Regions from separate parts of the Mus musculus genome. Here all the other regions are linked to region 6. Evidence: chromatin contacts called from public Micro-C, capture Hi-C and promoter capture Hi-C data. All regions are on one chromosome and are shown on one strand. The core of a region is the stretch at or near the end of the contact, and the rest is flanking DNA. Distances in the headings are between cores, read along the strand shown.

Region 1 (4,076 bases), core at 552-3,051, 570 kb after region 6:
AGCTGCCTTCAGGTTTCCAGCTCTCGAGAGCCACCATCCATGCTGGAATGGGCTTTGCTGGTATCACTGACCAAGTCATTTCTGTTCTGTTGTAACCACTATAAAACTCAATGGTTGGATAAGATGGACTTTGGTGGTGTCTGGACTTTGACCTGTCATTGGCTCCTTATCTGGGGCTAGTAGATGCAGACATGTCAGAGTGAGGCTTGAATTCACTGATGAATAATAAAAGTTATGATAGATTTGGACTCCTTTGTTGTTGTTGTTGTTTTACATTATCTTATGGGGGAAAGAGCCTAAAATGTTTCTTGTATCTTTTTTTTAAAGGCCCAGTGTTAGCATTAAAACAAAATCCATTAACAGCCACAGACTCAAAGTTGTATAATTTCCTTAATCTAGAGGAAGCTTTGCATCCGAATCTGTTACTCTGGTTACCCCTGACCAGAACGGTTTCTCTATGACATATGGGACTGTTCCAGATATGACTTTTACACTGGTGCTGGTCCAGCCAAGGCAGGCACAGAATTTAAAGATGTTATCAAATGTGATCAGGAACATTAGAACATGAAACTCTCACTTAAATAGCACTGGTGGTGTGACCACTTTGTAAAAACAGCATCACCTAAAAGCACCCAAAAGTTAAAACATTCTGAACTTCAATGAACTGGTTAATGGAAACAAATTATGGTATATTCATTTTATGGGATATTGCATAGGAAAATGGGTAAAATAATGTATATAGCCATATAGATGAATATCAAAATCCCCAATAGAGATGAAAGGTAAAACACAGACTGTATGAGTGATAAGTGATTTCATCTAGTGAAAGTTTACTAATGGTAAAATGGCATTGATCGGAAGCCGGCTGGTGGCTATCTGGAGTGAGGGAGCAGTGTGGAGGACACCTGGGGAATGATCAGACCCTTCAGGAGAATGGTGGACTTCTACATACAACTTGGCAGTGATAGAGGTTAAATGTCTGCATACGATCATCAAACTTTACCAGTCAGTGATCCTCACACAGGTGAACCATACATCTCAATAACACTGGAAGAAAGAAAGGAAAGAAGGGAGATGGAGGGAGGGAGGGAGGGAAGGAGGGAAAGCAAGCAGGCAAGCTGAATATGGTGGCACACATAATCTCAGCTCTAGGAAGGCTGAGGCAGGAGGATTCTGGGAATTCAAAGCCAGCAAGGCCTTGTTTCTAAGTAAGTACGCAAGTAAGTAAGAAAGCATGTGCCAAGAATAACAAATACTTTTGAAAGCAAAGGAAACGGCTTACAGGAAAGTAATACAATCTCACTGGGCCTCAACAAAAAGAAGAAAGAGAAAAACTAGAGTAGACTTCTTTTACTTGATGTTAATCACAGATTCTTTTGTATTCCGTTGTAACACAAGTACAAGCAGGGAAGACCAGTGTTCATTTTAGACTTCTTCATATGGTGTCAGACACCAAGAGTCAAAGACACGGCTAGCCCTTGCTGCCCCAAGCATTGGCAATGGGGGGACATACACCTTTGGAGCCAGCCTTCAAATTCAAAGGGTGGTGTCTATAGTCTGTGAAAACAAACTGCCATTTTCACGATGACATTTACCTTGCTTTTTTTTTAATGGTTATGTGGATGAATTGAGCCTGTTTCCAATGGCAACATCTCCAAGTCTCAGGAACAGCAATTTTACATCAATTTACTATTAATAGAAAACAGAACAGCAAGCAGACAGAGCAAGCAACTTAGCGCCTACTACGGCTAGCAGGCTGGTGAGCAAGTGGGTGAGCATGCCATTTGCAAGGATGCTGCTGCTTCGATGGGTGAGGTTATATAGCACCAAGCCCTCTGATGAATATCACACACAATGACCTTGTAGGAACAGAGTCTTTGAGCTAAAATCAGCTTTGGAAGACAGCTGGAATTCATTATTTCAAAGAGAAAGAAACTCAGTCCCAAGAAAGGGAGTTTACTGAAGGTCATTTGACTAGAACAGGGTAGAGCCGTGGCCAGAGGCAGGATATAGACCTCTTAGTCTGAGATCTCTTTCAACTTAGGATTTCCCTCTTCCAGTTGTCAGTTCGTGTGTGTGTGTGTGTGTGTGTGTGTGTGTGTGTGTGTGTGTGTGTTATATGTATACTATATATACAGCAGAAATCAGCAAGTTGAGGAAGTTTAAAAAAAACAAGCAAACAAATCCCTCTATTTTCATGCCTTACTACCTGTTACATTGTGGGTGCAGATGTGTGTGTGTGTGTGTGTGTGTGTATTAAAAATCTCTTGTGCTGAATACCAAAACTTTACCAACCTGATCTACCCACAGGAAAGCTGAGACCAGCAACTAAGGTTAAACAGGGTTCCTGTCTATCACTGAGAATGGGAAGCAATGTGGCAAGCCTGCATCTGCCAAGTCAATACAGAAAGAGAAAGCAAACCACACCTAGGGACTGTATGTGGAAGGGGACTTAATACAGAGAAACTGACTGAGGCCATATGGTAGACTCCCACGAATGACCCCAGAATGCTGTAGAACTGAGCGGTCTGGAACCCTGCCACACCTATTCCAACTAAAAAGGTACAAAACCAAGAGATCAAGACGCTTATCTTGGAAGTCCTGAGTATAAGGGGGGAAAAAGGCCTCCCAACTGAGGTGCAGGACCAAACAGGAGTCAGTGGGCCGCGATTCCATGGCTCCTGCATGACTGCATGCCACTCACAGGTCTGGAGAATGAACACTGGACCACTTCCAGGGTGGGAAGGAAACAAACTCCACTTATGCCTATGCCTGATCTGGGTCCATAAAAAGGCAACTAAAAGATGCCCCTGCCCAGTTTCCACCATCTAGTTTCCAATGCCTACATCCTGTTTGTGGGATCTAATCGGCATTCACAACATAACAGGCGGTAAGACACGAAAATAGAGGGATCTGCTAGCTTGTGTTTTCAGCTTCCTGATTTCTGCCTTACAGAATATACAGTAAGTTGAAGGAGGAACAGGGGAAAGACTTAGGAGGCAGAAGGATGGTCTTGCAAGTCTGATGACCCGAGTTGGGTCTCAGAATCCATGTAAAAATCCAGATGCAGGGGCTGAAGCCTATGTTCCCTGCACTACCGAAGTGAGAGGGAGGCAGGGGCGGGAGAATTGGCTGGCTGCTCAAAAAGCACAGAAAGCTCTGAGTAACCGAATGTCTGGAGGCAAACTCCAAGAACTGTCTAACCCCACTGCAAAGGGAAGCTCAAGGGGCCAAGCCAGCCACAGAGCAATGGGCAGAATGAATTAAAAGGTTTAGGCCAGTAGCTTATAACTAGGCAATTCAGTCTTTTTCTAATGCAGAGAAACAACTGCACATACAAATTGAGATGTCAGTTTCATATTGCTTGCAACACACACACACACTAAACATTAAGAGAATCAGAGTGTTGCTGATAAAATAAAGGTGGAAAAAACTTTCTCAGGGAGTTCAGTGAAGCCTTCAACTGGAGGAGTGCAGAGTCCCAGAAGGACCTCCAGGGACACATGGTTCAGTGAAACAAAGTGATTTTACAATGTACAGTGTGGTGATGCTCACTGAAGAAAAGAACACCTTCAATGCAGGAAGGACTTTATGGGCTACAAGCCAGCTACTCGGAAGGACTAACCAGGGGAACTGCCCACTGGTCCACACCCCTTCCTAGGCTCTTAGACTCACAAACATATTAAGGATGTGAAAGGCCAGGGTAGGGAGAAGAGTTCTAAAACATCACTGGAAGAAATTTCCGGAGACAGGAGCATGCCTATTATCCACTGCTGAGCACCAGAATGGCCTTGACCTGTTGCATGCTCTCTAATCAATGAGAGGTCAGAGCTAATGACAAGCTAACTTAACTTACAACCAGGAGCTTGGAGTGAAAAAAAAAAATCCAGGAAAATAATTTCTTTGTGGATGAGTCGGGGAGCCCTCCTGCACTGAAATGAGCCTGTTAAGCTCTCGGAGTGGACGTGGGAGAGGAGGACACAGATTTCCTTTGACCAGAAGAGCCACATCGAAGATAAATCTGGGGAACAGAGCCTTTGAAGTCCTGGCCAAGAGGAGCTACCTGCAAGGGCAGT
Region 2 (3,872 bases), core at 1,200-3,699, 750 kb before region 6:
GGAGTCTAACCCTCTTACAGATATATAAGATACTAAATAAGACCCTTGAATAAAACTAAAATAACATATACATCTTAGGTCTCTTCATGAATCTTTAATGGGGCCACTAGCTGATTAAAACATTAAATCAGTGAACCAACCATTTACAAAAAAACAAACAAACAAACAAACAAAACCCCTCATTATCTCATGTATAGAGCTTATCGTATATCACGTGTAGAGCAAATGACAATAAATAATAAAATGTAGAGCTTTCATGAGTACTTCTGTATGTTGACTCTTGCTTCTTTATCTAAAGTGTATTTATACAGCACCAGCTAGGCCAAACGTTCTTCTTCATGAGCTCCAATCCTATCTCTTTCTGCATGGCCCGCTGTCCTGTGAAGGCCTCTTCTCATCTGAGGCACACAGCAGTTCCAGTCAGCCTCTTCAAGCTTTGGGTTCAAGTGTTTGTTCATTTTAACATCTATTTTTCAAAAACTTTGCTGGAACAACTATTTCCCAAGTATAATAACTGTTAGCCTTGCCAAAACAATTTAAACTTCTTTTTCAATCCTCTCACCATTGAAAGAAAATAATTAGACCTTTGGGAGTAAGATATCATCACTTAAAAGTTTAGCTTTAGAAAATTCATAAACCCTTGACCCTCTTTAAAGATAGCTGCACAATACTGGGAAAACTTTGCCAACTCAAAATAAGAGGCTTATGATTTACCAATGCTAGTCTAAATCATCTGGCTCCAAGTTAACTCGTAAGAAATAATTGTGTTTAATTCATGTTAAAACTAAATTATCTTTCAATCAGCAGGTAGTCCCAAGTTAAGAAAGTTAACCAGATAAAAGTATTACTCATTCAACTTACATAAATTAACTGATGAAATGGATGGAACTTGGGATAACTGTTTTCTGTTATCATTTCTGTTTAGTTTAATAAGTAAGGGGAGTCCAGTGAGGAACTGGGAAAACTCGTCTTGAAACTGCATCACTACAGTTTAAGCCATGATGAGAAACTTTATACCTGGAGCACTTTTAGCTATGACTACTCAGTCACGATATGATTCAGCAGCTTTGCTACTCTATTAAACCGCTTTTCAGACCACCAATACTTGAGAGCATAGGTTCTTTACCTCACCTTTATCAGAAGACATGGGGAAAACTATTAAGGAGATACTTTGAAACTTTGAAAAATTTCAAAGCTTGACAATTACTCATCAGATTTCTGTTTTCAAAGGCATTCTGCAGACAGTTTCCATGATTAGCTCCCATTCTGGATGGCCCAGCAAATCCCGCTCTAAACTGGCACTTAGCGCGTATTAAGCGCCCACTGTGTGCAAGGAGAAAGCATTCTACAAAGCAAAGGGGCATGAGGCTCTGCCTCATTTTATTCGTGCATAAATGCACAGCAGTCGTGATTTACTCTCTCAACTTTGCAGAAACGTGAGCTGCATCCACATGGTCGAATCCATGTCATTCATTTGGTCTTCTCGAAGCAATTCACAGGTAGCCTCACCCAGGGAACCGGCTGCCCTCTTCACCCACCAGGCCACTCCGGGGAGCGGCCACACCTTCTGCAGGTGGCTGGGTCTTCTGAGCCAGAAGCACCAGACCCATCTCCCTCCGCAGGGGTGGGGATGAGCGTGCAAATGTGATGCAAGGACTTCCGTGGGGCGCAGGACTTAGGAGGTCCCTGGGTCCCGGGAGACACAACCGGCCCCGCGGGGCGCCCCTCCCCCGCGTCCCCGCGCCCGCGCCGCGCAGGCCCCGCGGGGACCGGCGCACCTCCGGCCTAGCCGCAACGCGGGCGCCGCGACACGCCCGCCCGCCGCCCGCGGGCTCCCCTCTGCTACCGGGGCCTCGGGGCGCTCCGGCCAGGGATGGGCGCGGCCCGCAGCCGCCCGAACCGCAGCCGCCGCGCCAGGCCGGGCCCCGCGCCCGCGCCGCTCAGAGCACGCAGCGCCCCGCGCCCCGCGCCCGCCGCCGCCGCCGCCGCGGCCCCCTCCCGCCGCGCCACACCTAGCAACCGGCGCTGACAGGACGCAGGCGGGGGAGGAAGCGGAATGGCTGCCGCCGCGGCGCCTCCCCGGCTCCCGCCAGCCTGACAGCTCGGGCCGGGCGGAAGCGGCGTGCGGCACCCGCCCCCCGCGGCCCGCGCCCGCCCTCACCCTGCGGCCGGCCATCCCCGCGCCCCGCGGCCCTCCACGCCCGCACCTTCTCGGGCGCCCGGCCCGCGCCACCCCGGGGCTCGCCCGCCGCCCGACCCCCGCCCACCCGGGCCTCACCGATGTGGTTGTCCTCGATGTGCTCGATGAGGTCGGCCAGCGTGGGGAAGTGGAGTCCGCAGCCCCCGAAGCGGCAGGTGTTGGAGAAGAAGGAGGCGGCGGCGATGCCTGTCATGGTGCTACATCGAGAGCCCCCCGGAGTCGGCTCTGCGAGCGCCGCGCGCGCGGAGGCGGAGGGAGGGGCCGGGGAGGGGGCAGGCGCGGGGAGGGCAGCGCGAGCCCGGGACGGAGGAGAGGGGGCGCGAGGTGGAGCGCAGCGCCGAGCCTCCGGGAGGCAGCGGGAGGCGGCGGGAGCTCGGGGGAGGGGGCGGGGAGGACTCGGCGGCTGGGAGGAGGGAGCAGGCGCGCGCCTGCAGCTGTGCGGGCCCCAACCTCCGCGACCCAGGCCTCACCTGGCAGCTCCCGCCTCCAACTTTACGTCCCTGGGCCTGCCCTTTCGCCCTGTGAGGTGCCTGCAGTCCGCTTGGAGCCTCCCTTGGTTATGCGCGCTACATTCTTAATAGATACACATCTATTAATTACACATGCTTTTCACCCCAGAGGAGCACTCAGGGAGTTACCCAGCCCTCTTAGGGACATTTGTTTGCACTTGGCCACCTGTCTAGGTGTGACGATGGTATTCACTAGGGACCCAGGAAAGGTAATTGTGTGCACCTTGTTCTTTAAACTTTCTCATTTAAAAAAAAAAATTAAAAAGTCCGTATTCTCTGGAGGTTAGTAGGAACTAATTGATTTTAATGAAGCTTTCCCCCTAGGCCAGAAGAAAAATCTTAGCTTTATTTAAATTTCAAAATAGAGCGCTTGGTTGTCAAGTGCATTTGACTGTGTTTTACATATGTATCACGTTTGTTCTCCCTGATTCTTCTGAGAAAACAAAAATCTCAATTTCTTTACCCCAAATTCCCGCACCTCCTGAACCCCGTGTTGTGGCTCAGGTCTGGCAGTGCTGCTCCAAAGACGAAAGGGGCAAGTGTAGAGGTTTGGAAATGAAAGTCAAAGCAAATTCGATTTTCACTTAAAAAGAAGATTTCACCAATCAGTTAGGATTATATCATCCTGTGAGCATTTAAGCCATACTGTTGACCAGATAGCCTCTTAAGAACCAGTTCTCTTCTGGTCTCCAACCGCAGTTGCAGTTACATTTTACCTACAAGGTGTATATTTTCTTCCAGGTGTTCAAGAAGCACCAGGAGATGTGCATGATTCGAGGGTGTAATTTTTAAAAAATTTATTCATGCATTCTGAATTTAGCATTTGTCTTTAGAACAATTTCATTTACCCGCTGGTGCATATACCTAGAAAAATAACAACCCTGTCTTTTTAAACTGCATATACCACTTGTGTTATCTCTAATATTAGGATTGTTAGGGCACTTCGTGTAAATGTAAATGCAGACATATGCAGTATTTCTGTCACCGGAGAAAATTTTCACAATCTCCCAGTCACAAAGGCTGAGGCTGAGTTCTCTCACCCATCGACATTTTTGTCTGGTCTGTCGCTTCTTTGAGCCTACAAGGTGACAAATTTGCCAAGGGGAGAGTTGAGTTGAGTATGGTTGGGGCAGCAGGTCATTAAAGTTCAGTTTGTTGCCAGA
Region 3 (3,947 bases), core at 46-2,545, 770 kb after region 6:
ACACTTCTATATCATAGTCCATTATCCAGGGAAGGCAGGGTAGGAACTCAAAACAGTAATCAGGAAGCAAGAGCTGATGTAGAGAGGCCATAGAGGAGTGCTGCTTACTGGCTTGCTCAGCCTGCTTTTTTTTTTTTTTTTTAATAGCACCTAGGATCACCTGACCAAGGGTGGCACCACTCTCAGTGAACTGGACCCTTCCACATCAATCAGTATTTAAGAAAAAGCAGTAGAGACTTGCCTACAGGTAAATCTTATGGTTCGGAGATCCTCGTTCCAAATTACTCTAGCCTGCATCAAGTTGCAAAAAACTAGCCCGGAGAGAAGCTAGTTTAAAAAAAAAATTAGGTTAGAAGTTAGTGCCCTGCTTAAGTTCACTTGGCCGAAAAGAATTGGCACTCCACCTTAAGACTTGGCTTGATTTCATTCTACAAACATCGCTGTCAATGAGTGACTGCTAATAATTCGTCACTTATGTGACCTTGGTGGTGAGTAGATAATACTTAAGGACGGAGAGAGAGAGAGAGAGAGAGAGAGAGAGAGAGAGAGCACTTGTTTTAACAATTATACAGCTTAAAGTTCTAAACGGCTGCCCTCATTTCAGATGTAGTCCATTGCTGCAATCTGAGAAGAAACTAGAAATCACCAAAAGAGATTAAAACAACAACAAAACACAAACAAAACAACAACAAAAACAGGGCATTGAGGTGTGCAGTCAGGCAAATAACCAACTAAGTGATATATTATTTATTAAACCTGTCAACCTTACACTAAGGGAAAAAATGCCTGCACTTTAGCCCTTGAGAGCATATTTCTATAACACTAACATTTGGTTGTGTTGTGCTTCTTCTCAACATTCACCTTCCATCTAACCTGTGATAGACACTTTTCTTGGATAAAAATCCTGACAACAGTGCATTTTCATACTTTCATGTACTTAGAAATTCCCCTTGGAGAGCTTGTAAAAGTGCCGATTTTTAATCCAAAAGGTCTGGAACCCCCGAGAGATTTTTTTTTTTTTTTTAACAGAAGCCCAGGTGAAGTCAATGTCTGCGGTCCAGAGACCAAGCTTCCAGTCAAGAGGCCGGCAGTTTGAACAGCGCCTTACACAGAAGTGCATCCGGAAACTACAGACTAGCCTCATCCGAGGATTCCGGGTCTCAGCCCGCATCCTCCTCCACTGACAAACTTGTCATTAAAAGCTGGATCCCTGGAGCCTAGACCCCCATGGGTGACCTGCCACCCGCGTGCGCATCGGAGCCCCGCCCACCGGTCAGCCCCTCCGCGCAGTGGCCAAACCCTGGCGTGGATTTGGTAGCGTGCGCACAGCGCAGTGAGCATGCGCGAGCGCGCCGGGGCGGGCGCTGTGGGCTCAGTGGCCGCAGGAAGGCGCCCGCGACCGCCGCCACAGGGGCCGCGCCTCCCGCGCCTCCCTCGCCTCTCTCTGGCGGCCGCTCTGCGGCGTCCACACCGACTGCGCCAGGCGCAGGCGCAGCCCCCGGGACCCGGAGCTGGTGCTCCCAGGCTGTCGCGGTGACCCCGCCCCCGGGCCCAGGATGTGAGGCCGGCCCGGCGTCCCCGCGGCGGGCCGGGGCGACGAGGGGCCCGCGGGTGCCATGGAGGGCGTGCTGTACAAGTGGACCAACTACCTGAGCGGTGAGTGCCGGCTTCCGTGGGTGCGGTGCGCCAGGCGGCACCCTCCGCCGGCTCGCGGCCCGGATGGAGAGTTGGGTACCGGGTGAAGCCGGCAGCCTGGGTCCGCTGCGGGGTCCACCTCAATCTCGCGAATTGGGTGGGGGGCGGCCTCGCTTGGGCCGCGCAGCCCAGCTGCAGGGTGCCGAGTGCCACCAACCCCTGGATTCCAGAGTCTCCACGCAGTCGATCTCCCTAGGCACCTTCAGGGTCATCCCCCTGCCGACCGAGGTAGTGGAACTCTAGCACCGCAGCCCTAAGCCCTGAAGTGTACGCTGGCGATCGGCCTTTTCTCTCCGAACATTTCTTTTGTTTCAGAACTCTGTCATAAAAATGAATGCAGATATTAACAACGGTGTCCTTGTCTTGCCCAGCACAATGGCTTAAAATAGCACCCTGCCCCCTTTCTAGCTCTTGGAAGCACTTTCCAACTATCCAGAAGTTAGAACTATTCCTCAGCTTTGAAGATGATTCTCAACGAACATTATTTTCATCCAAGCAGCCAGTATTTTATAAGTACTATGCTATATGAACAGTGCTGGGTGCGTTTTAAAGTTAAACTTTTTTGTTAGGGAAAATGGGTTAACATTTAACGTGTCAGTGGGGATGCAGAAACTAGAAATCTTACCAACTAGAGCTAGGGTTTCCCCATCCTTTGGTGGGGCAGTTCTGTAGTAAGGACAGGTGTGTATGGCTTGTGAAGATCTGGCAGAGTAACTTTGAGGAAGTCACAGCCCAGTACAGGCAGAAGTACACCTGTCAGCATGTACCTGGAATCTCCAAGTAGTATAGTAGTTAGCACAGTTAATTCATTTTTTTTAAAATCTCTACCCGAGGGTCTGATGAGAAGGTTTTCCTTAAGACCTGGCCTTCACTTCAAGGATCTCCACTGATGTCAGCAGAGAGATTAGGTTATACAGGAAGAACTCAAAGCTGGCCTGCAGGTCCTTGAATACTGGAAGCCGATTAGCATGTTGTTTAAGAGAAGGCTTGACGGTGCCATTCTCCCAATGCTGTCCTAAATGCTGAGAAGTAGGTGTGTATCTTAATTGTAAACCCTTGAGTCAACTTCACCCTTTACTGTCCTCCTCTGAACCCTAGCCCGGACACACACAAATCACTTTCTTCTCCTGCCCCACCTTAATCATTTCCGTCTTCCTTTCCCTCCCCTTTCTGTGTGGAAACTTTTGGTAGTAAAATGCCCTCTCCCCACAGTCTTCTGTATCCTTCATTGCACCAACATTTTTCTAGCTGTCTCTGTGGATCTATCTTCTGTGATGCCCCTGCCATCTGTTTGATGGTAAGAGTCAACTCTTTTCTTCCCTAAGTAAGAACGGACAGTACTGTTGAGTGGCTTCTGGGCAAAGCCCTAAAGGCATTGGAGCCTTCGCTGCTTTTCCTTTGGCTTGTGTGTCACTCACTGTTCCATGAAGGCTGAAGGCTGTCACACCGCTGACTACTTTTCTGGATAGACTACTCTGCTTAAAATTGAGGGTCGGTTGGCACATTGGCTTTCATTCAACACGGCCTTACTTTGGAAGAGAATGGCACTAGCTTAGGAAGATCACATGGGTTCCCTCTGCTCTCCTTTGCTGTCGGAGAGTGAATGATGAACTTAGATGGAAAGCCTTTGCCTTTAGAATAATATTTTCCGAGTTCTCTGAGAATGTCGCACAGCTCCTTTTGCTCATGTTCATCCCTCTTCCCATAGCCACCCTTTCCACCCTCACTCCCTACTCACCTTGAAGTCGTCCTCCTGCTCCTCCTCTTTCTCCTCCATCTCCTGCAGCTAATGATGCTCAGAGACTCTTGGGAGTGGGGCCCGCTAAGGATCATACCATTAAAGAAAACTGGCACTTGCTCTCCCAGCAACTATCAGCTGCCAGGAGTTCCTCAGCCAGTGCTGGGATTTCATACCTCCCTCCCTCCCTCCCCGATGCTGGGATTGTGTCTGGCTTGAGCTTGCACAAGTCCTCTGCAGGTTGTCACAAACACTGAGTGCATATTTGCAACTGTGTTGTTATGTCCAGAAAACACTTGTTTCCTTGATGTTTTCTAGCATCTCTGGATCTTACAGTCTTTTCGCTTACCCTTCCACTAAGATCCCAGGGCCTTAGGAATAGGGGGTGATATGTTTATTCCATTTTGGACTGAGCACTCTGTGATCTCTTACTTCCCACACCTTCACTAGTTGAGGGTCTCTGGGTTAATTGACATCTATAGTGATGAGAAGTATTAAGTATTAAGCAATGCAC
Region 4 (3,682 bases), core at 169-2,668, 530 kb before region 6:
GGCAGACTACACAGTCAGGCTGTGATGCATTGGGATGAGAGGCACTATATAAATGTCAGATGTTACATAAATGTCAGGAGCCATTATTGTTTGTTAATGGGGGCTAAACTGTTCCTAAGCAAAGATCCAACTCCCAGCCAGCAAGCTCTTAGTTGAAGTTCTAACCAGTCAGCCATCAGAAAAGAATTAATATGCCTGATTCTACCAAGGAACCCAGGTGAGATCTGGGGTTAGACATGCGCTAGAGTGGTCCCTGATGATCAGGAGAGCTCCTAGCCTTCTGAGTCTGTCTGCCTCAGCTCAGCTGTGAAATAGAGATAATTACAACACACTCCCCGCTTTTCCTTATTCTGTCAAAGTCATATGAGGAAGAAGAAAATGGTGTGGCTTCAAGTGTTTGGCAAAGTGTGAGCTGTTGTTGGATGACAGTGGTCATTTCGAACAGGCTTTCAATGCTCCCCAAAGGGAGAGAGAGCTTCCAAAAGGAAATCTAGCCCTTGCCAGGGATGAGGAAGGTGAGAGCGGTGGCTTCTGGCCCATGCTGAAAAAGGTCAGTCCTCTTTTCCCTTTGCAGACCTGGCCCTAGATCCTGTATTCTAGCCCTGGCTCGACTGCTTCCCAGCCGGCGAGCTTGGGCCAGTAGCAGAGGCTCTGGAAGCAATGGCCAGGGCCCTTCCGGCGCTGACGCGGAGTCTAAATCCGGCTCATCATTTGGCTCTTGGCTGAGATTCGCCTTTCGCCTTTAGAGAGATTCTCTCACAGGTCAGCACATGCAAGGTGCGAGACCAGGGAAGGCTGTGTGTAGTCCTACTGAGTGTGCACAAGAAGTTATATGCCCTTGAGCGTGATGAGGAGAGGGGCGGCGAAATGGAGATACTAAGAAGCCAGCATGCAGAGAACGCTGCAATGAGGTCATGGCTGTCACAGGCAAAGGATCTGGGTATCTTCGGTGGCTGGGGTAGGGAAGTAGGAAGTGGCCTGCATTTGTAAGTGTAAATGTCTCTTTCTACCTCCTTCAGCATCCTTACCACCTCATGCACACACCCCAAACCTTACTTCTTTCTGACCCTACAGACACTTCTTGCAGAAGAGCTCGTGCCGGTGTCTCCTGCGTGGCTCTGTTTGAAACCTTCAGGATTGTTTCCAAGCTGACTCACACCACTAATGTCGGGGGGCCGTGTTACTCGGCGCTGGGCTGTGCAAGCTGTTGCTTGCGCGATCGCGGACGCCGCCGCAAGCACCCGGGTCCGCTCGAGGGGCGGGATTTGGGCGGGGCGGAGACCGGGCCCGCCCCCTCGGCGTGCGGGCCCCGCCCCTCTCTCCCTCCTTTTCCCCAACGGACCGCAATGATTTAGAAGTTCAGGAATCCCACGTGACGTCACCGGGGGGGTGATGTAATGCACTCTAAATAGAATGTATTGTAATCTTTGCTCAGTCCAACGTGGTCCCTTCACCCGGGCTCGGCTCTTGCCTTCTCCACACTTGTTTGGTAAGTTCCTAAAAATACGGCGCGGCCACTTCTGGGCCTTTTGCATTTAGCCACTTTCGCTGCACTTGCCGCGCGAGCCGACTCCGGAGCGTCCTTGTTTGCAGGGGTTGGTTCATCGCTGCAGCCGCGAGGTTACTTAGTCCAATGGGCAGGTCACAGGGCAAGGAGTAGAAAGGATGCGATGCATTTTTTCCCCCTTGATTTGTGTTTGTAAACACTTTGGCGGATCAGAAGGAAGTCCGGCCCCAATTGCTGGTGGACTGTGGAGTTGTGCTGTGTCCTGTAGTCACCCAGAGACCCCACGCCGTGTCCGTCCCGGAGCGCTTCTTGGTGATTGCTGCGCCGTGCGACTGGAGGGATGCTGAGTGGAGCCAGCGCCGTGTCCGACCCAGTGTGCGTGCGTGTATGGGAGCGCGCGTGAGTTTCCCTGACACGGGGAACAGTTATGAATCGGGGGTGTATGTTTGCCTCCAGAGCCCCGGCATGGTGTGGAACCCTTCTGAAGTGTGGTCAAGCGGCGGTGGTGGTGGCGGCGGCGGAGGCGGCAGTGGTAGCAGCAGCAGCAACAGACCAGGAACCTGGAGCCTCCTCGCATCCCGTTTCTCAGTGATGCAGCGGAACCCCGGGAGAAAGTTAGCAAACTTCCAACCGTTGCGGCAAAGTCGCCTGGTCACCTAGGGGCAGCCGAGCGAGTTCGCAGGGGGTTCTCCCTCTCCCGGGTGCCCAGCGGCCGCTGCCAGTTCTCGCGACCGGCCGCCGGCTGCAGCGGGAGGGTCGGTTGCCTTGGAGGGGGACTTGACTTTCGCTCCAGGCGCTCCAGCTCGAGAGTGCTCCGCAGCCCTCGCCTTCACTCCTGCAGCCGCCTCCCGCCTCCGTCCCCTTTGCGCTGGCACTCTTACTTCTTCCGGGCTGCTGCCCCAAATGACAGCTGGGGCCCGAGCCGCACTGCACCCAGGCGGTTCTCAGGACCGGGCGACAGAGTCTGCCTTTGAGCCAGATTCTTTATCGAACCGCTTAAACTTTTCACAAAGTTCTTAAAGGGTTGAGACAAGCAGACACCGCCCCCACTAAGCCACTTTAGAGGGACTATAGCCCGCTTTAATTTTTCATTTATTTTCTAGTCATAGATTTATTTCCAGGGAGTGTCTAGTAGAAAAAGCTCCAGCTTTCCCTGGACGAGTGCCGCCCCCACTTGATGCTGGTTCAACGCTGGGAACTAGAGTGGGCTACTTGTACATCGTTGTCAGTATCAGCAACGCTTGCTTGGTTTTTTATTTTTCCCTCTTCCTGACATGTGTCAAAGAATAAAGGCTGGCTACAGGTCCATTACGTCATTCTGCAGGCCAGTAAGTGTTTTATTAAGGGCTTCAGATATTCAAGGGTTTGGGGGCTCAGAATGCTGTCAAAGCAACTATGCCCCCATCCCCCGGGGCAATTGCGGGTTCTCTGGACACAGCTATTGCCCTCTCTTTCCCTACCCCTCTTCCTCCATCCCTCTCCCGCCCACCTCGTTATCACTCGGCCTGCCCCCGCCTTTTACAGTTTCCCCCAGGGGGAATGCTGTCCCAGGAGTGAGCTGAAGAGCTTCTGGTGCCTGAGCGAGCTCAGTACCTGATGAACGCTCAATCTGCCCTTTTCTATTATTTAAGAAAGGCACTATCCAGGCCCGTTTTTCCCACGCGAGAATGTTCAGCCTGGATAGAAAAATCCCTGGAAAGGTTTAGAAGCCTTATATGCTAATAGCTTGTGCCTGCAGTGACTTAGGAAAGCAATAAGCCACAGCTAAGAGCCCAGAGCCCCGTGAACCGAGCCTAGGAGAAGGATGAAGGACCTGACTAAATCAGGTTTAGCGGGAAAGGATCTAGATTTGACATTTTATTTCCAAAGTCAAGGAAGTGTCTGAGAGCTGAAAGTACCATACAACACTTTGCTGCTGCTGCGCGCGGTACTTTCTTATCCTTATCCTTGAGTTTCTATGTTTGTAGAGGAAGTTAAACGCCCAATTTAGAGAACTGAGTTCTTCCCCACTTGCTCTTTAAAAGAACACCAGCAGCAAAAACACCACCACGTGTGACTTGTTTCGGGGACAAAGAGTGAAAACTTTTGGGCGTGAGTGAATAATGATAGCAGAAATCCAGTAAAAACAGACAGAGGCAGAAGCTTTGGGCTGGGGGACAAGGTGTTTGAAGGCGT
Region 5 (4,172 bases), core at 9-2,508, 610 kb after region 6:
GCTTTGTTTTCTTTTGGTAGTACTGGGAATTGAACTCAGCTAGTGTGCTAAGAAAGTCTCGGTGATCAGGAAAGGCACTGGCACTATAGTCTTTAGTCTTTAACTGGTCATCACTCTGGATTCTGTCCATAGAGACGATGGGGAGAGCGGCTTAGGTATTTGGAACGTGGCTCCCAGAGACTGAATCCTGTTGCAATGTCCAGAGAAAAAGGATGCAAGAAGGACCACTTGTGCCATGAGACACTGGGTTCTTGAACACAACAACTTCATGATGTTTTCAGCCCCAAATAGCCCCACTCTGCAGACACCATCACTTTGAATCAAGCATTTAAAAAGCTGAATTAGTATATCCTCCAGAAACCGCCCAGCTTGTAAGATAAATGACTGGCCATGCAACTAGTTTGTGCTTTGGGGCTCCGTAGAAGACCTGGTGGGATTTCTACATGGCCATGGAAATAATTCTTCTCTGCAAATTGAGCTTTCCTTCCTTTTCGAACCAGAACACAAGTATGCCTAAGATGTGAGAGGCAGGAAATGCCAGCCTGAATTGCTGCACTTGGAGCAGCTGAGTGTACACAGGAGCCTCAGGCATAAATCTCCAGCATTCTCCAAGCTCTGGACAGCCGGACAGGGAAATGGGACAGACTCGCTTCACTCTAGATTTCAAACTGCCTTCTTCCCACTTCTGCCCCACCGGAAGCTACTTACCTCCCTGTGTTACCAGGATATTTTGTGCTCACCTATCTCTGAGAGCAAGCTTCTCTACCTCCCCCTCCCGCCCCCCAGCTCTCTCCACCCACACACCCACCCCTGCCTCTCAAGCCCAGGTCTGAATTGGGTGTCCCTCTGCTTTGTACACGTTGGATGTTCTCTTGGCTCCGTATTGTAAGTACCTGCTTGTGCTCATCGGGACAACCGGCTGTCCCATTCTCCTTTTGTCCCCTTGCATATACGCGCTGTCTGGGGCTTAGCGAGGGCTCAGAAATGTTTGTAATATATAGACGAGGTGGCGTGCAGGGGAACTCCAGCCCTTGGCCCCATTGTCCCCGTGGCTCACACTCGGGACTCTGTACCTGGGAGCTGCGCCGCCGCGCAGCCAGGACCGCCTCCTGGGTGCCAGAGCGACCCCGCCCTCTGGACCGCGTCCCCGTGCGCTGGGCGGCGAGGCTCCAGGGCGGCCGCCAGGAGCAGGTGGGGGCGGCGGCTCCGCCTCCGCGTCCCGGCAGCGCTTAAGCCCGGCTGGGAGCGAGCGAGGAGCGCAGAGTCCAGCTTAGCCGGGCGCGCAGAAGCAACGCCAGGCACTGTCTGCAGCCCAGCCGGGATCCTCGAGGCGACGGGGACGACGGAGACGACGGGGACGACGGAGACGACGGGGACAGCGGGGACGGAGGCGCCAGCTAAAGTCCAGTCGGCCGGGTTACGGCCAGCTGCAGGTAGCTGCTCTGCTCGCGTCCGGGCCCTGGGTTAAGTAAGTGGCCGATTGGGGTTGTCGCGGAGGGTATTGGGGACAGTCCCGAGGTAGAGTGGCCTCCCGCGTTGTCAAAGACGCTGGGTGAGTGAGAGTGCCCAGGACCCTCTCCAAACTGTAGTCCCCAGCCGCGACTACGTCTGGGAGCTGCTCCGTGCAGCCCTAGCGGCAACCACTCGCTCCCTGCCCGCCACGGGTCGGAAAGGGACCATGGCTACACCAGGTCACCTCAGGGCTCCCTGGTGACCTCCCAGGACAGCACTCTTCCGTTATCAGCTTCTGGCACGGAGGCCTCTTAGTCTGATGCCCCAAGGGGGCTCTGCTTCCCTTCCCCCACGTCACCCCCCACCCCTCCCCTGAGAACAAAAGGGCGGATCTTGCTTGTGTTGGGGATGTTAAGGAAGGGTCCCTGGCGATTAGGAGAGATCTGGGAACCTGCACAATCAGACAAGGACTGAGGATACTGGACCATTTCCCAGAAAGAAAGCCAATTCCTGAGGGAAAAAGTGACTTATCCAAGGTCACACAGTTCCTGGTGACAGAGTCGGGCCAGGAGCTGAGTCCTGACTCCCCGAGGCTTATCTGTAAGCCTGCCTAGGTCAGGAGCCAGAGAGTGTATGTGTCTGTCTATCCATTATCTCTAGCCATTTACATCTGGCCACAAATGGCCTTTAAAGTCCTTTGGAGGTGTGCGGGACTGGGTAATTGTGGCCATTCCCCCGGATACCTAGCCAGGAGCTCACGGGGAGCAAGCTTGGGAGAAGAACACGCTCTCCTGTAGGATGCCAGGCATCCATTCCCCTGTGGAAACAATGTCTTCTGTGTGCTTGGAGTGTCTGCCATGAGTGTGAGAACCTGAGTTGGGTAGATGTTCTGCCCAGAAACCCAGGAAGCCTGTCTAATGGCCTCAGGAAAAACCAGAAGTATCTCTGACACACACACAGTCTGGGGACTCTCTGAGGAAAGTTTCCAGTGGGACAGTGGTATTCCTCTTCTGTGCCTGGGGTCCTTGGATGTAAGTGAGAGCATTTGTTGGGCAGACTTGTGTGACTTTAAAAGCTTGTGTGCCTCACTGTCTTTGCCTTCGTCACCTCAGAGAGGGCCAGGAGAGGGTTTCTTGCTGCCAGTTAGTATTATAATCATCAGACACTCTAGCCTTGTTTTTAATGTTCACTCCTTTTACTTTCTATGTAAGTATTTTTCGGGCATGTATGTCTATGCACGACTCTGTGCCAGGAAACCCCTAGAGGTCAGAAGAGGGCACTGGATCCTCTGGACTAGAGTTAAGGATGTAATGTCCCTGAACCACTATGTGGGTGCTGGGAATGAGTCCTAGTGTTCTACAAGATCAGAGTTTCCACTGATAAACTACCTGTCCAGTCCCAGCCTTCTCCTAAAAGCTGTCCTCTCTAAACTGTAAAGTAGTGGTAGAGGTCAGAAGTGGACTGCCTTTGGGCTTCCTACTGGCCTGGGCAGACCTTCAAGGCACTTTAGGTCTAGACATGCTCCCCATACATAGAAACTCAGGAAGTTGTGTGCTTTAGACTTGTGCACATCACTTGGGGCTTTTTTTTTTTTTTTTTTTTTTTACTTCAATAACAACGTAAGTGGATATTTGATGCTGAAGGGCACTGGGCATGGCAGGGCACAGGCTGCTGAAGTCTGCCAGCTAATGTACTTTAGAGATGCATTTTAAAGCAAAACCAAATCAGGAAAACAGGGAGAAGGACAGGGGAGAGAAAACCAGTGGGGAAGTAGCAGGAAATGGCCAGGCACTGTAGATGCTTCCATATGCATTAACTCAAGCCCTGTGGTTCCTGTAACTATTGTGCCTTTCCACAGATGAGAAATGCAAAGAGACAGGGGTTAGCTGAGTGTGCCGAGGACAGGGACCTGGGTCTGTACACTTCAAACTGGAAGTGCACCGCCCACATCCAATTGTTGGTGCCCAAATCTGCGCAGAGATGTCAGGCTGCCTTGGTAGAGCTGCTGTATACCCCTTTTTAGTCCTTCCAGGAGCCTCGGTTTCAGGCACTTGGGAGTGTGACTTGGTGCTACACTGAGTCAGCAGGCAGCAGAAGGGGCGGAGGAGAGCGCGTGTGTCTAAGAACATTCAGTTTCAGGAATGGGAGACAGCCAGCTGGCCCAGCCTGGCAACGCTCTTTTTAGGCGATTATTGTTCAGCAACCGTAGAGTACAGGTTGAGATTTTGCAGTCATTCCAACACACACACAAAAGGGATAATAGAGCCAGAGAGAGAGAGAGAGAGAGAGAGAGAGAGAGAGAGAGAGAGAGCCGCCACATCAAATGCAATTAGCACTGAAGAACAGACAGGGTTTTCACCAGGTAGCCTCAACTTTCCCTGCCTTCTATGCTTGACAGATATAATAGATATCAGTGCTAAAGTTTAAACATCTATTAAAGGGCAGGCAAGATGGCTTAGTGGGTAAAGGAGCTTGTGCCAAGCCTAAAAACTGTAGTTCAACCCTCAGAATCCACGTGGTGAGAGAATTGACCCTGCAAATTGTTTTCTGACCTCCAGAAGTTCAGTGACACACACACACACGCACACACGCACACACACACACACACACGCGCACACACGCACACACGCACACACATACAAACAAAAAACAATCAAAATCAAAACCAAAAAAATGTAAAATCAACTTATAAAACGTAACTTAATAGAATAAATAAAATG
Region 6 (3,892 bases), core at 1,326-3,825:
CACACCCTCCACGCATACTAGGTAGGGGGTGTCTCCGCGCAGCTCGTGCAGCGTGGCCGAGTCGCTGCGCTCCGGCAGGTAGACGAAGCGCTGGAACTTGGGCTGCTGGCCAAAGCGGTCGAAAAGCAGGCGGAAGCGTGCGCCGCCCTGCGGCCGGGGACTGCGGTGTTCGCGAACCGCCCAGCGCACCGAGGCGCTGTTGGCGCTCACCGCCTCTACTGTCAGGTTGCACAGAATGAATTTGTTGAAGTCACAGGGGTCAGACACCAGAGGTGGCAAACCAACCCCACTAACGGACTGGACTGCGCTCTCTTGCTGCTCGGACGCTAGGCGCTGCTTTGCTGCGCGCTGCCAGCTGTCTCTGGCAGATGGTGTCCCAGAGGCGGGCTCAGACGTCGGGGTGGGCTCCGTCTGGGAGAGATTGGCTCGGGTGTGACGTCCTCTCCCCGGCTTCTCGTGCAGGTCCAAGGACTGTGGGGCAGAGCCCGGAGCCGCAGCAGAGGGGCCCTGATGGGGACCTGGTCCCCGCCGGCTCAACCTTAATGCGCTGCGGTTGCCCACCAGTTCCTTGGCAGCCCCACCCCAGGCCACTCCTGGTAGAAGTCTTCCCCGCTGCTGGGGCTGCGGCTGCGGCTGCAGTGGTAGCTCCTGCGAGAGGCCTGCAGGGGGCGTCATCCCCTCTTCTGACGATGTGGGTAGCGGCCACTGCCTACTGCCTGCTGTAGGGGAAGGTGAGGGATCCACGCAAGACCCATTCTGCAGCAGTTGGTCATCCAGGTAATCCAGGTACTTGCCCCGCAGGGCCGGGGGGTGGCGACACTGCACGAAGACCGTAAGGAGGCGACCCTGAGAATGCCAGTTGCCCATCCAGCGTTTCAGACCCCGCAACCGGCAGTCGCAGGTCCAACCATTGCCGTCTAGATCCAGCCGGTAGAGAGCCGGACTGGCGGCAAAGATGTCCCCAGAAAGGGCGCTGAGCGCGTTGTCGCGCAGGCTGAGCTCACGGAGCCGGCCCTGGTGGCCAAAGGTGGCAGGGTGCAGAGCAGAAAGCTCATTGCCACTCAGGTCTAGTGCCTCCAAGCTGTGCAGAGGCTCCAGCAGTGTCAGGGGGAGCTGGTTCAGCCGGTTACCTTCCAGGCGCAGCTCACGTAGGGCCTCCAGTCCCCAAAAGGCCTCTGGGGCGAGGTGCGTGAGCTGGTTTCCACTGAGGGAGAGCAGGCCTAGGCGTGGCAGGTGCTGGAAGACGCGGGGGCCGAGGTGCTGTAGGCTGTTGGCTGAGAGGATGAGAGTAGAGAGGGAGCGCAGAGGGACAAAGGTGGCCGCGTGGCGCAGAGAGGGTTGCAGCTCGTTGGCCGAGAGATTGAGGAATCGAAGCTTACCCAGCTGGCTGAAGGCGTTCTTGCCCAAAAAACGGATCCGGTTAGATTCCAGGTGTAGGTAGAGCAGGTTGCCCAGGGGAGCGAAGACCGCGTCCGGCAGCGCTCCCAGCACGTTCCCGTCCAGCCGTAGCTTGACCAAACTCTCCAGGCCCTCGAAGGACCCGCGACTCAGGCGTCCAATCTCGTTGCCGTTGGCGTAAAGGATGCGCAACTTGCGCAGCGGAGCCAACGTGCCAGGAACGAGCGCCTGCAAGAGGTTGTTCCCCAGGTACAGCTCCTCTAGTCGTGAGAGCTTCTCGAAGGTCTTGGGGTGGAGAGAACGGATCTGGTTGTACTGCAGATCCAGCCGTCTGAGCTGCCCCAGACGGTGGAAGTCGAAGGCGGTGATGTTGGTGATGAAGTTGCCGCCTAGGCTGTAGGTGAGCACGTCCTGGGGACTAGGCAGCGAGCTGGTCTTGGGTACAGCGCGAAGTCCCCTGTTGGTGCATAGGAGATGTTGGGGGTGCTGGCAGTCGCAGCGCTCCGGGCACACGGACTCGGCCCGCGGCGGGAACGCCAGGCAGCCGCACACCACGAGCCAGAAGCGCACGGCACCCACACCCTCCATCGCCGCCCGCCCAGCGCGCTGCGGCCGGATCGTCTTCTGGGCCGGCCGGCTCTGTGTCTCCTCTGCATTCCCCTCGGCCGGGCCTGAGTCGCTAAAAAGGCCTCTTTCGTACTTCGCTGGTGCTCCGTCCAGCCCTTCCTCTTTGTCCCGGTGGCTCGCCCGGGTCTCCGCAGGCCAAGTTCGCGGAGCCAAATCAGAAGGCGCTGGGCGCTCGGCGAATCTGGGGTGCTACTTGTTGCATTTCTGCAGAAAACTGTTTCTTCGGGTGAGCGTCGGGGGCGGGAGGAGCGAGCAAGAGTTGGTGCTTTTTGTTTGCTCTGGAGTCCGGAGAGCTGGATTCCCTGGCGCGGATTCTCCCCGCCAAACGGATTCCCCCGCTGCAGGCGGGATCCCTTCCAAGAGCTGCTGGGGTGCGGCTTGGCTGCAGAGTACCGGCCGCTAGGCCCACGTCTCCGGCGCCTGCCCGCTCGCGATCCGGGGGGATTGGGAGTGCAGCCGGAGTGAGCAGCCTGGGGGACGCGCAAGCAGCGTCCGGAAGGGACCCATGTCGGCGTGGAGCGAGCAAACCGGCGGAAATTCGTTCTTCCCACACTCTGCCCCCCGGGGGATGCAGGCGGAGAAAGAGGAGACGGCGGAGGCAGGACAGACCCCGGCTGGGGGAGGAGGAAACACTAAGTGGCTCCGCGTCTGGTCAGCCCTAGCCCGGACGCCAAGTGAGAAAAGTAGGGATTAAAAACAGCTGTACGGGTCGGCGCGCAGGCTGGGGGCGGGGGTGGATTACCGGGCGAGCAAACGGGGATTGCAGACAGAGACCTTTTTATTTTAGGCCGGTTCGCCGGCGGCTTCGGCGCAGAGGCAGGGCGCCTACATTTTACCTACTCTTCTCTTCCCGGTGCCACCCTGCAAGATGTTGAGACAACACGGAATTCCCTGGCATCGTGCTCCAAGTTTAGGGGAACACAAGATTTCCTGGCAAGGCCATCAGTGGACTGTTGACAGGACTGTTGCTCAGTCCTTTTAAAGTGTTTGGGTTTCTGGTGTCCTTTGCTCATGTCCAAGGAGAGGCACCGCCTCTTTTAGGTTCCTAAACCGAATTATCTGCCGGTTCTCGCTCTGGGAAAACCTCTGAAGAAAGCTCAGAAGTGGAACTGTTACAGTGACTGTGACACGGACAGACTTGGCTATTCAGCTAGATTAATTCTCCTGCAGTGTTAAAGCCCTTCAAATAGCCTCGGAACCCGGGCCTGTATACAATACGCTGCACAGAGCCTTTGGAGATTGCTTCTTGAGGGGCCCGCCTACTTTGTGCCAGAGCTTATAGCAATCTTGAACGTTTTCAGGCTCCAAGGTGCTCAGGCTTAGATTTCTTGGGGGGTGCCAGGTGTCGGATATTAACTTTTATTATTAATACACAATAGTGCACCATTTTATCCGGGGTTCCCTTAGGGCCAGTGTCTGATAAGAATGAAAACAAGCAAGAGATAGCTGTTGCTTATTATTTGTTCATGCAAAGCAACATTTTGAAAGTAGCCCTTCAGGATTTACTGTGTGCTAGCAGTGTGGAAAATTAGAGCCCATATCCTGGCTTCAGGGGGCTGACTGTCTGTATGGGAAGAGAGGCACACTGACAGATCACATTAGGAAACTGAGCAAGGAAGAGGAGAAATCTGCAAAGATTCAAATAGTTTAGTCACTCTGTTATGTCATTTTCTTGTTGAGCAGTTTATCAAGGGGAGTGATGGAGCCATGTGCTGAACCTGGCAGGGTGGTAAGTGAAGACTTCATGGGTACAACAGCGACCCCAATTTGGTGGGAGATGGGTTTTGGACTAAAACAGGTAAGTCTGTAGTGAAGTACACCCAGTTTACTGTGTTTTGCTTTGAGCTTCGAATAAAAGGCAACTATG

The links. Promoter capture Hi-C pulls out the DNA fragments that hold promoters and counts their contacts. A called contact is a pair of places that touch in the nucleus more often than the background predicts. Capture Hi-C pulls out chosen DNA fragments and counts their contacts.
Region 1: a promoter capture Hi-C map of hippocampal neurons shows a contact between it and region 6, with 4 times the contacts expected there. The contact joins the enhancer-like site here to the promoter of Tril in region 6. A contact is called at or near these places in 4 of 39 promoter capture datasets (cranial neural crest, embryonic stem cells, hippocampal neurons and 1 more), 1 of 484 Hi-C or Micro-C datasets (bone marrow-derived macrophages), 4 of 115 datasets of contacts at active chromatin or transcription factors (bone marrow-derived macrophages, embryonic forebrain, embryonic midbrain and 1 more) and 2 of 9 other capture datasets (adipose tissue and liver).
Region 2: a capture Hi-C map of macrophages shows a contact between it and region 6, with 5 times the contacts expected there. The contact joins the promoter of Jazf1 here to the promoter of Tril in region 6. A contact is called at or near these places in 1 of 39 promoter capture datasets (embryonic stem cells), 1 of 484 Hi-C or Micro-C datasets (embryonic stem cells) and 1 of 9 other capture datasets (macrophages).
Region 3: a contact with region 6 is called in a Micro-C map of embryonic stem cells, with 3 times the contacts expected there. The contact joins the promoter of Plekha8 here to the promoter of Tril in region 6. A contact is called at or near these places in 1 of 39 promoter capture datasets (embryonic stem cells) and 2 of 484 Hi-C or Micro-C datasets (both in embryonic stem cells).
Region 4: a contact with region 6 is called in a Micro-C map of embryonic stem cells, with 5 times the contacts expected there. The contact joins the promoter of Creb5 here to the promoter of Tril in region 6. A contact is called at or near these places in 5 of 39 promoter capture datasets (cranial neural crest, embryonic stem cells and liver), 6 of 484 Hi-C or Micro-C datasets (all in embryonic stem cells) and 1 of 9 other capture datasets (liver).
Region 5: a promoter capture Hi-C map of liver shows a contact between it and region 6, with 2.7 times the contacts expected there. The contact joins the promoter of Wipf3 here to the promoter of Tril in region 6. A contact is called at or near these places in 4 of 39 promoter capture datasets (embryonic stem cells, liver and stem cell-derived epiblast-like cells), 1 of 484 Hi-C or Micro-C datasets (embryonic stem cells) and 1 of 9 other capture datasets (liver).

What each region holds. Positions count from the first base shown.
Region 1 is chr6:54,384,855-54,388,930 of GRCm38.p6, forward strand. All of the region lies in intron 3 of 9130019P16Rik (RIKEN cDNA 9130019P16 gene), which reads right to left. Among named protein-coding and RNA genes, the nearest start is that of Wipf3, 43 kb to the right of the region's middle. Within about 2 kb of position 1,802, at least 32 of the 459 cell types and tissues checked have an H3K27ac peak or open chromatin away from gene starts, as enhancers often do. A contact at or near this core is called in hippocampal neurons, where this site is marked.
Region 2 is chr6:53,066,175-53,070,046 of GRCm38.p6, forward strand. Jazf1 (JAZF zinc finger 1) reads right to left here and starts at 2,450. Exons shown (of 5, transcript NM_173406.3): 1 at 2,279-2,450. The coding sequence starts at 2,393. It overlaps Gm33097 (a long non-coding RNA gene), which reads right to left and starts at 1,821. Exons shown (of 2, transcript XR_377680.3): 1 at 1-1,821.
Region 3 is chr6:54,593,816-54,597,762 of GRCm38.p6, forward strand. It overlaps Plekha8 (pleckstrin homology domain containing, family A (phosphoinositide binding specific) member 8), which reads left to right and starts at 1,296. Exons shown (of 14, transcript NM_001164361.1): 1 at 1,296-1,656. The coding sequence starts at 1,617. It also overlaps a transcript of Fkbp14 not described here.
Region 4 is chr6:53,285,885-53,289,566 of GRCm38.p6, forward strand. Creb5 (cAMP responsive element binding protein 5) reads left to right here and starts at 1,419. Exons shown (of 11, transcript NM_001327821.1): 1 at 1,419-1,489.
Region 5 is chr6:54,428,428-54,432,599 of GRCm38.p6, forward strand. It overlaps Wipf3 (WAS/WASL interacting protein family, member 3), which reads left to right and starts at 1,259. Exons shown (of 9, transcript NM_001167860.2): 1 at 1,259-1,433. 9130019P16Rik (RIKEN cDNA 9130019P16 gene) reads right to left here and starts at 1,794. Exons shown (of 14, transcript NR_033635.1): 1 at 894-1,794.
Region 6 is chr6:53,818,250-53,822,141 of GRCm38.p6, forward strand. Tril (TLR4 interactor with leucine-rich repeats) reads right to left here and starts at 2,576. Exons shown (of 1, transcript NM_025817.4): 1 at 1-2,576. The coding sequence starts at 1,986.